Linked DNA regions of Danio rerio: region 1 is linked to region 2. A link is a contact called in public Micro-C data. All regions are on one chromosome and are shown on one strand. Each heading gives the region's core, a stretch centred on a gene start, on an enhancer-like site or on the middle of the called end of the contact. The rest is flanking DNA. Distances are from core to core; before and after follow the strand shown. Region 1 holds the start of LOC137487707. Region 2 holds the start of LOC141377981.

Region 1 (6,359 bases), core at 2,466-4,965, 190 kb before region 2:
TTCTGGAGGGCTTGTACTTAGACTTGGAGGACAGAACTGATAGAACCGGCTGTGCAGCTTGAGGTTCATCACAGTGTGTGCACATCCACTCTCTCTGAGATTGAGATCCTGGAAGCCACCAAACCTACCTCTCCTCATGATGTCATACATCCACCGTTGAAGCCCATGCAGGTGGGTGACTTCCAGATCTCCACTTAATAGGACAATACCACTTGCAACAGAGGTCCGGAGTTCAAACTTTCCTGCTCTGCTTTTGTAGACTCTGGGGCAGAAGTTCACTTTATGCATGATGCGTATCATGACACACTTCTCTGACTATCACACCCGTATCTTCACTTTTGATGGTCAAACCCTTAGATTGCCTATTAATTACAATGGTGAGTCTCACCATTTATAGCAATTATCAAAAATCTATTTTGTTTTTTGTTTTCCCGTCCCTTACTGTCTGTTATTTTGGGCCATCTTTGGCTGGTTAAGCATAACCATCATGTTGAACGGACTAATGGATCTTCACTATCTTGGAAATTATCATGTCATGTAAATCATCTCTGCCTCTGTGTTACAGGATGAACCTACCGACCTGTCTGGTGTTCTTCACAATTTGACAGAGGTCTTCAGACAGTCCGAGCTATTTCTCTCCTTCCTCAAAGACCAGCAATTGTGGTATTGATCTTCCCCCAGGTACTTCTCCACTATATGGTATTACTTGTCAGCTTCTGAACACATATCACATGAGAAGTAAGTGTCTGAAGTTGTATTCTCCAGCAAGACTGGAATTTTCCTTTATGAGAGAGGGTTCCTTGTGTTCTTTTATTGATTATCGTAAGCTGAATGAGATTACAATAAGAAACTGATGTCCATTGCTCTTAATATCTTCAGCCTTCGATATTCTGCAAGGAGCAACAATCTTTTCTGAATTGGATTTACGTATCAACCTGTGTGCGTTAGAGAGGGTGACGAATGTTTATTAAAAATAAAACTGTGTTTAATATGCCTCACAGTCAATCAAGTACCTCTGTAGGGATTGGTCAATGCCTCTGCTGTATTTCAGCCCTAGAACAATAACAATCTCAGGTAGGTTCATTTTTTTAGTTTTGGTCTATTTGGACAATGTTCTGATTTTCTCACCAGATCTCTATACACTTTTGCTGTAAACTGTCATATGCTCATGTAAAGGAGTCACTTTGAGGATGAAAACCAACCTGTTTGTTCCTCAGGATCTTCATGTTTGACTCTGAAAGCTTCTTCAGTCTCTTCATGTTTGACTGTGAATGTTTCTTCAATCTTGATGTCTTCACTCTCCTCTTTAATAAACGCCATCTTTATAACAGTCTGAGCTCAGTCGCTTCAGCAGATCTTCTGTGTTTGTCCTGTTGAAGATCAGAATAATGAACAGAAAGACACAAATCCAGTCTCCATCAGCTCTCTAGTTCAGTAAGCTGTAGTGATTCAAAAGATTCAAATAAATGAATCGTGTTCAGCAGCATTCAACTCAGTTGACTCGCATCACTATAAACTGAATTAGTGTTGATAACACACTGATTCACAACATTAAACAAGACGCAACTTTTCTGCTTCTCAAGTGTGGAAGCGGTTTACAATTTAATGTGACTAAAGTAATGTTCATACATTGGATAAGGCATATCTAACATCACACTGAAAGATAACTATAGGTGCAGTAGGTGATCTGCCAAAACGCTAGCATTAGCATAGTAGCGTAGAAATTTTATGACCCTCCCCTACTGTACAAAGCCAAGCCTCCTTAAGTCATGAACACATGAACACGCACTGATTAGATATAACAATAGATCATGTCATCGAAGGCGAAGACTAGAGGGGCAGTAAGTGGGAATTGTAGAATCCGCAGATGCAGAACCGCTGTGGGTCAGTCATCCTTTTCAGTAAAAGGTTAACATCTATGGAATGCCATGTCTGTTCATTTAAAGTTACAATCAGAACTCAGAGTTTTTTCTGTAAAGCTGAAAGAGTGGTAGAAATCTTTACAGCAATGTGAGCAATAAGCATTACTCTTTCAGATTGGTCCCATTTACATTTCTCTTTATCCATATTGAGCTGCATCTTATGTTTATGGCTCTGTAAATATTGTACATGTTTGCTGTATTGTGTTTTATTCTTGACTGTTTTTTTTTTATTTTATTTTTATTTTATTTTTTTATGTAAAGCCTGACCATGGACGAGTGCTGCAAATTAGCTTTATGTTATATGCCCTACGTACACAACATCGGTTATCTTTGTATAACAATGTCAAGTGTATTGTCCCTGTAATATAAACAAGCAAACAAAAAAAATTTCACCAGTTAGAAAACTCGATGGAGACACGCACTTCATCAAGAGTAGTTGTTGACAGGCCGGCGGGTGCAGGATTACATTTCCCCAGTCACTGTTCAACCATTGAACAAATGTGTGAATAAATCTGACTTCACCTCAGTAAAGCTGGTTAGGGGGACGAGCACATATACTGATGTTTTGATATTAAACTAAATAAAAATCAGATCAGAATAGGAGGTGCTACTGCTAAAACATATCCTGTCATCTGTTTACATTACACTTATGTTCACGTTAGCAAGACAACAAGTGACTTTTCATTTTCAGTTGTGCTCGCTGATCCTCGTACATCGCTTGATTTTAGCTCCTTTTTTACTTGAACAACTAAACGATCTCTCAGGTCTACTTAACTGACTATATTATGGATGCTGTAGAAGGAACTACATGATCTTGAAAATAGCCAAAATGTTCTGCCGGACGTTTTCAGTGGCTGAACAACACTACCGTGCATATAACCCTTTCATAAACAAGTACAGTCTACATCAGCTTTGCGTGGCTATGATAGTTTTAAAACAGACCTGTCTAAACGTAATACTTCAGCCATGGTGGCCCCCTTCAGATCGTTGTTTTAAAGTAACTCTAATATGGAGTCAGTGTTTATAAGTTTTGATTGAGCATTTTTGGCAGAAACGCTTTTAGAAACAATCTTGGTCACAGTTTATTTTGACGGTTCGTTTGTTGAATTTAAGTTACAGTGCATCTACATGCCAACTCATTAGATTATAAGTAGACTGTTAGGTTGGGGCTAGTGTAAGTTGACATGTCCTTGAAAAGTCTCTCATAGTTAAATGTCTGTATGAACAGATATTAAGCAGACAGTCTGCTAATACTCAAATGGACCACTAAAATAAAGTGTTACCATAATCTTTCTTTTCATGCATACAAGTCCACGCTGGTCTTTCAGAAAGAAGTTCAGGTTGATGCAGAGTTTGCCTGATGATGTCTCTTTGTCAGCGGAAGATCTGTGCCTACGTGTGCGTGCGAGTGACGTATCTGTCTGCTTAAAGAGGCTGCGCAGAAATTCACATGTAAATGTGTTGACAGTTCGAGTTACCTGTTGTAATTAAGTTATTTGTCGGTCCAACAATATTTAATTGCATGAACATTTTTTAGTTTTATGCCTTATCCAGAATATAAAAACACATGTAAACACTCTTAGATCATTTACTTTAATCATTACTACTGGAATGTGAAGAGACTTTCAACCAGCACAACAAAATGCTTCTGAAGACCATCACCTACTGCAGCTTTAATTTACATTATTGATATTTTAAAGCCTAAACAAATGTTAAAAATCTCTTAAAATGACAAGAAACAAACCTTTCTCTGGTTGAAACACAGGAGATACAGTAGCACGGCGCATCCTTATGACATCAGACATGCAAAGCAAAATAAAAGTCCCATTTACGTTACAATTGTAAAGTGTGTGTGTGTGTGTGTGTGTGTGTGTATATATATATATATATATATATATATATATATATATATATATATATATATATATATATATATATATATAATGTAGAACTAAATGATTCAACAGCTGTGCTTTTACAGTGAAGCTGTTTTTTTTGTTGTTGTTGTTGACAGGTAAAACCAAAAATATAGGGATTGGCAAAATACGGATAGTTTTTAATCATTTTTACACTACTGAAAAAATACTTTGAGGATTACAGAGCCTTTAAGTGTATGTCCTTATTGTGCTATAAAAGTAAACTCCAAAACAAATAAACAAAATTGGATTCAGTGGTCCTCATCACAACATTTGGATATTCATATCATTAATGTGAAATTAATGTACGTATTTACCCAGTTAAGTTACCCAGGAAGCCAGAAAAGAGCAGAAGCAGGAGACAAAGTGATAATAAAAGAGCAGGGTTTATTGAATATTCTTAGTGGCATGTGTTTCGGTGCGCTCTCATACTTCATCAGAACAGCACAAATATAACAAGTGTTATTATACATCAGACCCCAAGACCTTGAAATATAGATACACCCTCATATCTGTGGAGAGGAACATGTCAGGAAACACCATCATAAAAACTAAACAATAAAAAAAAGCACTAAAATCAGAACAAGTAATGAGAAATATATAAAATAAAGAAATTAAATCACTAAATGATTAATAAAATAAATGATAAACATTAATTAATTAAAAAAATGCATCAACTGATTAATCAGGGAATCTTCTGTCCAGTCCATATCAGTTTTTAAACGAAAAAAAAAGAAAATGGCCACTTTTCTTTTTTCTTTTGCTCACAAAAACAAAAATACATTTTGATTTGGGCTGGGTTTTTGTTTTTGGTATGTTTTTAAAATGTTTTACTTTTTGTCAGAAACTCCCTAAAAGTAAAAACCGGCTTCTCTTCTGTACGCCTTCAGACATTTCTTTCTTGTAAAGCTCTTGGCGCACAATACAACGCTGTCAGGCTTTTATCCAGTTTGATCTTTCTGGTGTTTATTCAGGTATGATGCGATCGGGAGTGTGGTGTGTCTGTTTCAGTATCAAACTGCGGAGATTCAGAAGAGTCACATGAGTGAATCATGTTCAGCAGTATTTGATTCAGTTGACTCGCATCTCTACTCGCTATAAACTGAATTAGTGCTGATAATAAACAGATTAACAACATAAATGAGACGCTGGTTTATTGTTTCTTATGTGTGAAGTAAAAATATTGTTCATACATGTCGAGTAAGGCTATAAATGAGGCAATATAATATCACACCGAGTAAGAATTAATTCGCACGACAGATATTTTGAAGTCTATGCAACAATCTAATCATTATCATTCATTTTAATACTTTTAACAGGAATAATTTAAAGTACAAACCTTTCTCCAGTCGAAACTATCTATGAGGAGCGCAGCGCCGGCTTATGACGTCACATGCAGGTCAAATAAAAGTCCCATTCATATATTAAAACCGCATATTTATCTATGAAACAAGTACTTAAACAATAAAAATCGTTGAGGTTTTGAGTTAACATGCTCTTTAAAAAATGTTTGTATTAAAATGAATGCATGTGTGCTTTCTTTATTTCTATGCAGTGTACAATAACTACAAAATTTCAGTCTCTCTTCAAACAGAAACAGATCATTGTGTGTCTGCTCAAATTTAATTTTGTTACATTTCTTCTTCATGCTTCATTTTTACATTAGGTGACTGTACTACAGTGTTCAGGTTAATTTAAATGGAATGATGAAGCAATGTTAGTTTAATATCTGACATTTCTATTATATATAAATATTTGTTTTATCACTAAGTCATCCCAATTATTATATATTTGCACTGAATCGAAGCTTTTCCCAGACACAAGCTCACAACACATTAACATACAATGTCCAATCCTTTACTCTGCTGTGAATTGTGCAGTAGTGTAGACACAGACAGCTTCTTGAAACAAGCTTCTGGCCAGGGGCAGATTTAGTGACCCTAAGCAATTCCGGCCTCTGTGCCCGAAAGGTCTAAAATGTACCTTTTGTACTTTAATTTACTTTTAATTGATTTATTTTGCTGGTTTTATTCTTATATCACTTAATATCCTTTTCTGCTTTTGGTCTTAATGCAAAAATAAATAATAAAAGCATTATTAGCTGTGGACTAACAACTAAAAATGATAAACTTTTACATTTTTAAGGCTAAATCTTTACCTAATTTGACTGCTGGACTGCTCTATGATTGATGGTGGGGGATACACTTGCGCATGTGCAATGTGATAAACATTGAAATCATTTTTTTTAGAACCTGATCATACAAAATATGATATAAAATGTTGTTATATATAATTTAAAGGTATAATTTATGCCTTCAGGTATAACAAACATTAAAAAATTGAAAATAAAAGGTTAAGCCTATTAAACTCAATATACTGACCACATCTGTGTTATTGTATGCGTTAAAAGTGTGTTCATTTTTTACTTTAATTATTCTGTGATTCCTACACGTACCGCTAGAAGGAAGCCTGCGTACCCCTAGTGGTACATGTACCACGATTTGAGAACCACTGGCCTAGA
Region 2 (6,242 bases), core at 3,722-6,221:
GTCCACACTCGGCGCAAGAGAAAGGCTTTACTTTGTTGTGACCTCTCATGTGGGCTATGAGGTTTCCTCTTTGCGTAAAGCTCTGTCCACACTGTTGGCAGGTGAAAGGCTTCTCTCCGGTGTGAATTCTCATGTGTCCGTTAAGGATTTCTTTACGTGTAAATCCCTGTCCGCACTGGGTGCAAGTGAACGGCTTCTCTCCATTGTGAGCCCTCATGTGGGCACTGAGGTTTCCTTTTTGGGTAAAACCCTGTCCACATTGTTGGCAGGCGAAAGGCTTCTCTCCAGTGTGAACTCTCATGTGGACTTTCATGTCTTGTTTCTGGGTGAAACTCTTCCCACACTGATGGCAGGTGAAAGACTTGTTGTAAATGAGTTTCTTACATCTTTTTCTTGAGGATTTCTTTTCAGCCTGTTCAGATTTTCCTCCAGTCAGGAGCTCATGCTCCTCTGCGCTTATATGATCTTCCTTTTCCACCTTATCCAGTTCTTGACTCTCCTCTTTCAGCTTTGTTAGATCTAAAGAGAAAAAATCAAACACAAATGAACATTTTAAAATGCACAAAGACATCATCTTTGTAGCCTGCGGTAGTAGCCTAGTGCAGGGGTGGCAAACCCTGTTCCTGGAGAGCCACCGTCCTGCAGATTTCAGTTGCTACCCATATCAAACACACCTGAACCAATTAATTAGGACCTGAACACCACGTGATAATTACAGGCAGGTGTGTTTGATATGGGTTGCAACTGAAATCTGCAGGAAGGTGGCTCTCCAGGAACAGGGTTGGCCACCCCTGCACTAGTGGTTGAGAGCATCAACACATACCAATGAGGTGCTCACAGCAAACCAAGTTCAATTACCAACTCAAGGTCCTTCGCAGATCCTTCCCCTCTTTTCTCTCGCTCTAATAAAATTCTAATTAATCTTTAATTCTATAGCACTTTTACAATGTTGATTGTGTCAAAGCAGCTTAACATAGAAGTTCTAGTAAAGTCCAGATTTCAGGTTTGAAGTTCAGTTCACTGCTGAAAGTCCAAACACTAAAGAGCAAATCCATCCATCCACAGCTCCACAAGTCTCAATCCAAGCAAGCCAGTGGCAACAGTGGCGAGGAAAAAAAACTTCACCAATGGACGAAGTGAAGGGAAAAAAACTTGAGGAGGTAGGCTCGACCATTTTTCTCCTGGCCAAACTTCCTGTGTGGAGCTGCAGTCTAGGCACCGGAGGCTGGAGAACGCGGGATGTCGATCGTGGAGAACTGCAGGTGTGAGCAGGTTACAGGCTGGTAATCAAGCTGGCCCACAGGATCAATACGGAGACTCGTCTGTCACACTCTCCTCTCGTCCATGACCACCACAGCATCAGCTCAGGATACGGCCTTGGTCCAGGAAACAATCTTTAAAATGTTTTAAAGATACATCATTCTAGAGGCAGCCATGTATGGTAATCCTCTAGCACAGGGATGTCCAGACTCGGTCCTGGAGGGAAGGTTTCCTGCAAAGTTTAGTTCCAACCCCAATCAGACACACCTGGGCTAGCTAATTAAGCTCTTACTAGGCTTTCTAGAAACATCCTTGCAGGTATGTTGAAGCAAGTTGGAGCTAAAATCTGCCAGACGTCGGCCCTCCAGGACTGAGTTTGGACACCCCTGCTCTAGCATGTGGTGGAACAGGAGGTAACTGTGAATTTGATGTCCTTGCTGAAACTACAGCATCTACTTCTAATTAGGACTTTATAACCAAAAGGATCAGGTTAAATTCTGACTTTCAAACCATTCAGCCACAATAGCCCTCTGGTGCTCTAGTCTTTGGACGGGACACACCCAGCATACGTTCGGCCTTTGGGCTTTAACAGTCCATTGGTCAGGCTAGTGTCTTTAGTGTGCTCCACATGTCGCCGCTCGTTGGCTCGACTCCAGGGTGTCGTTTCGGCATCGGCTGAAAAGAGTGCTCTGGTTGGATTTTTAGGAAAGAATCGGAGCACGAGTGTGATGTAGTGAAGAGACAAAACAATTCAAGTCAAGGAGCGGCCGGCTGTAACTTTAATTTCTCAAACATTTGCAAATGATAGGAATTATTAGATTATCAGACACATTTCCATGAGCAAATCCCTCCATCTCCATGGTAAGTGACGATTACTGTGACGGTACAAATATTGTACAATGGTACAAATGGTGTTTTGTTTGCGCTTAGTGCATGTCGGAAGTTCAGACAACGACTATTAAATCCACAAGACATGTCACTCGTATACTTTTGAATGGGGAAAAGTGTAACTGTTAATATGCTGAATGAAGCCACGCCTTCTAGTACAGGAACCAATCAGCGATCGCTATATAGCGAATCAAGCCCACCTTCTAGTACAAGAGCCAATCAGCAATGAATATAGAATGAAAATTCTCCAGGGGAGGGGCTTGGACTAGACGTGAGTTTCTGCAGATTTTGTGATACGAAAAATTAGAAATGAAACTAAATATACAGCTGTTATTTAATCTTATTGGTTATTCGTAATATGAACGAATCGTACCCTTGGAAAGTAGTTTTAGAGAATTCGATAGTCCCCATTCAAACAGAATGCCTGAGCATACAGCGTTTCAAAGATGGTCGCCTAGTGAAATGACTTGCCTAAAGGGACTTTGGTTCATTTCCCCATTGCGGAATGAGAAAACAGACACTGCCTGAAGAGAAAAGACACGTCCTTTTGAAAAGGCACAGAAGGCGGCAATTGTTTTAGTCAGCTTTTGTCTCTTTGGTGTATTTACAGGATTTTGGTCTAAAACGCGATCCAAGAAGACAATGACTAGTTCCAACCCTTATGTGTGAAAATGACCTTGTTTAGACTGGGCTCTGAGGTGATTTTGAGGCTGTTGGAATATTTGGATATGCTCTGACATTCGTGCTTAATTCTTTTAATTATAACTTTATTCAGCTCAAACTGTGCTATAATGATATGCAACAAAGAAAGATGCACATGCTTGCATTAAAAACAGATTATGCATGGTTATTGTGTTTTAAGGGTAAATAAAAATCAGAATCAAGCCCAAAAACACATACCAAATAGATCTGAATTAGACATTCGAGAAACCAGGCTAGAAAATGTGCTACTAAATGATGTGAATATCAATATGACCACCCATTTTAAAGCAACAATACAGTCATTTACATTTTGTGAAGCAGTCGTTTTAACTGTGACCAGGTTGTAAATAAAAGCTTATAATATTGTAATAATGTTCACTTTCTATACCAATCGTTTCTCTTCATAAAACCTCAGGGTGTCATCAGGAGCCATGGCTATTGGACTAGTTCGTATGTGTTTGTTTAATCTACAAAACCCGTCAGCATTCACTGCCATTATATGAATGCTCAGCCACCACGGATTCAGCTCAGAATCTGCTTTAATGTGCCTGTGGGTGAGTAAATTAACAGGAGATTTACATTTTTGGGTGAACTAACCCTTTATTGCCAGCTGCTGTTAACCAAGATCAGAATCACGCGGTTTCGGTCTGCTATATGCTTTACTTAGTAATACCCCTTTTTAATTGATGGCAGAAATGCCATCTTTATCATCCCATATTTAGGAAATTTGTGTATGTCAGAACACATGGAGGTCTCAGATACATCAGAATGCTCAACTTTCCACCAGTTTCACTGATTTGTGTAGTTAAATGACTGAGTGGAGCTCTGAGAGTGAAAACCAACCTGTTTGTTCCTCAGGATCTTCATGTTTGACTGCGAATGTTTCATCAATCTTCACATCTTCACTCTCCTCTTTAACAAACGCCATCTTTATAATAATCTGCTGTTCTTTGTGTTTGGACACTCTGCCAGGATCATTTACACTGAGGAAAGCAAAATCCAATACAATGAACACCAGAAATGCACATTAATAAAATAGAAAGCATATGAACAGATTTGGGTTTACTGATTTATATTACCTTCCCAGAGATGGGTTGCGGCTGGAAATGCATCCGCTGTGTAAAAACTTGCTGGATAAGTTGGCGGTTCATTCCGCTGTGGCGACCCCGGATTAATAAAGGGACTAAGCTGACAGGAAAATGAATGAATGAATTATATTACATTAACCATAACTTTCATAAAAACACAAACAGCTTTCACAACATCTAAAACAAGATGCCATGGTGTTTTGCTGACTAGTTTAACTATATTTGAAGTAAATCATAAAAATATACAGATATTATAATAATACAGGTTTACTGTCAGGTTTTGTTCGTTTTTGTAGATTCTATCATGACTTATTTGTCTTTTTTATTATTAAGATTATTATGTACACGTAAAGAACAATGCAAATCCATTGATGAAAGTTGACCAGGGGAATACAGAAAAGAAATTACAAATAAAAAGACAAAATATGCATGTGTCTAGCCAAAGAGAGTAAAGGTCTTGAGTAACGTAAGAATCATTAAGGTTTCAAATAAGAATACAGTTTAAATGCTTTTTTTTATTTTTATATTGTCCCTTAATAATGGTGTTTATAAAACATTCCAGGCTAGTAAATTTGCATTAGTGAATATGACAGGTGACAAATAAAATCTAAATAATGATAACAAAACCCAGTGTTTTTATCATAATCCAAGAATTTCAAAATCAGATGTTATTGTGGTTTGTTCAAAGTGTCGTCATCACATACGAAAGATTCGGATCATGGAATCATTTGACTCAATCGTCCAGCTGTTTAACAAGCTCGATTTCTCTCCTGTTCAGTGACTGAACTTGTGAAGCTCACTGACGATATAAAGAGTGAAACGAGATCTTTTCTGTTGCTCATGTGTGGAAAACCGTCGGTAATGTTAGATAAAGAATTACAGCGTTACATACTTACTAATAATCCAATTTACCATAACGTGTTACAAAATCTAAATCGGTCGAGCTGCGTTGATTTAAACGCTTTCAGAATGTAAACAAACACAAACCTTCCTTCAGCCGCATCACAGACGCAGGAGCGCGGCGCAGTCTGGTGACGACACGTCGACAAACCAAATTAAAAGTCTTGCTAAAATCACAAACAGCATGAGCTGATTAACTGATTTAAAAAGTAGATTTCTTAAATGATATACTGCAAATATAAAAAAAACATGTAAAAAGAATGCAAATACACAAACATTTTTAAATCATAGAAATGACTGAAAAGACAAAGTGAGAGTGTGAATATTATTTATTAAATCATAGTTCACACATATAAGGCATTTTCTTCCTTTGGCTGTTCCACCAAGAAAAAAGCAATTACATATTTGTTTGCATTTCTTTTTGTTACCTCTCAAAGCCAACACAGCCCATATTGTTTTCAATTATCAGCATCTACAACATTCTTGATTAATTTCCATTTCATGGTATCAAACACATATTATGAAAATCAGAACATATGAAATAGGAGCTGTTTGTATTTTTTTGTTGTCAGTCATGTCTGCATTCTCTCAATTTAATTGTCATTGTGAAATGAAATATTTTTGTACATTGAATGAAGTAAACCGTATAATATTTCAGGTTTCATCATCTTGGGTAAATTAATACATTATTTCAATTGAATTCAAGCTCTACTACAATTTGAGGCAAGACTGCCAATGTCAAAATTAAAAAGCATGAAAATATTAAAACAAATAGAGTGTTTTAATGATGCTCACGCCATATTAATCGACACCATTCATATTAAAAAGTAAAGTGTAGTTTTCTGTATTAGACAAAGTCCCAAACAGTAAGTCTCTGGAGATGATCCTTCCTTTAACAACAAACTGCTGACGAGTCCCATGTTGCAGGGTAGGTGATTGTAATAAAGCATATTATGAAATACTGTTTGGTCCAAATGATCACCCACAGATTTAATCCTGCTTTGAAGGGCATGTCGTGATTTATACTGATGTTCTCTCTCTGTTCAGGTGGCCATCAATTCTGCATTGTGGGAGTCATTTTTGTAAGACTGAATATCAATGCATTTTAGTATATGAAGGTAAATACAGATTGTTTTGAAATAATATTAAGATTATGCAGACATTCAACTAACAGTCTATAGTCAGACTATTTTAAAGGACTCATCAACGATGTTGTTGATGAATATGCTTACGGCACCTCCAGAACCCACACTGTACGTCTCTTTGAGCAGTTTCAGGAGGATTTCCAGAGCCCTGTGAACCACCGGAGCGTTTCCTCAGCCACTGTGGACACTTGGAAGACAGCGCTGGGAAGAGTTTGATCATCCAGTGTGACCAAGAGTGCATAAACCACGGAGTTTGCCA

The links. Hi-C and Micro-C count contacts between places; a contact is called where the count stands out from the background.
Region 1: a Micro-C map of caudal fin shows a contact between it and region 2, with 2.9 times the contacts expected there. The contact joins the promoter of LOC137487707 here to the promoter of LOC141377981 in region 2. A contact is called at or near these places in 3 of 18 Hi-C or Micro-C datasets (caudal fin, embryo and hematopoietic stem cells).

Annotation. Positions count from the first base shown.
Region 1 is chr15:846,010-852,368 of GRCz12tu, reverse strand. It overlaps LOC137487707, which reads right to left and starts at 3,715. Exons shown (of 4, transcript XM_073924310.1): 1 at 3,667-3,715; 2 at 1,203-1,370; 3 at 1-716. All of the region lies in intron 2 of LOC141377992 (a long non-coding RNA gene), which reads left to right.
Region 2 is chr15:661,658-667,899 of GRCz12tu, reverse strand. LOC141377981 reads right to left here and starts at 4,971. Exons shown (of 8, transcript XM_073924268.1): 1 at 4,926-4,971; 2 at 3,930-4,038; 3 at 3,694-3,833; 4 at 824-1,394; 5 at 1-519. The coding sequence starts at 313. It overlaps LOC100536922, which reads right to left. Exons shown (of 6, transcript XM_073924210.1): 6 at 5,253-6,242.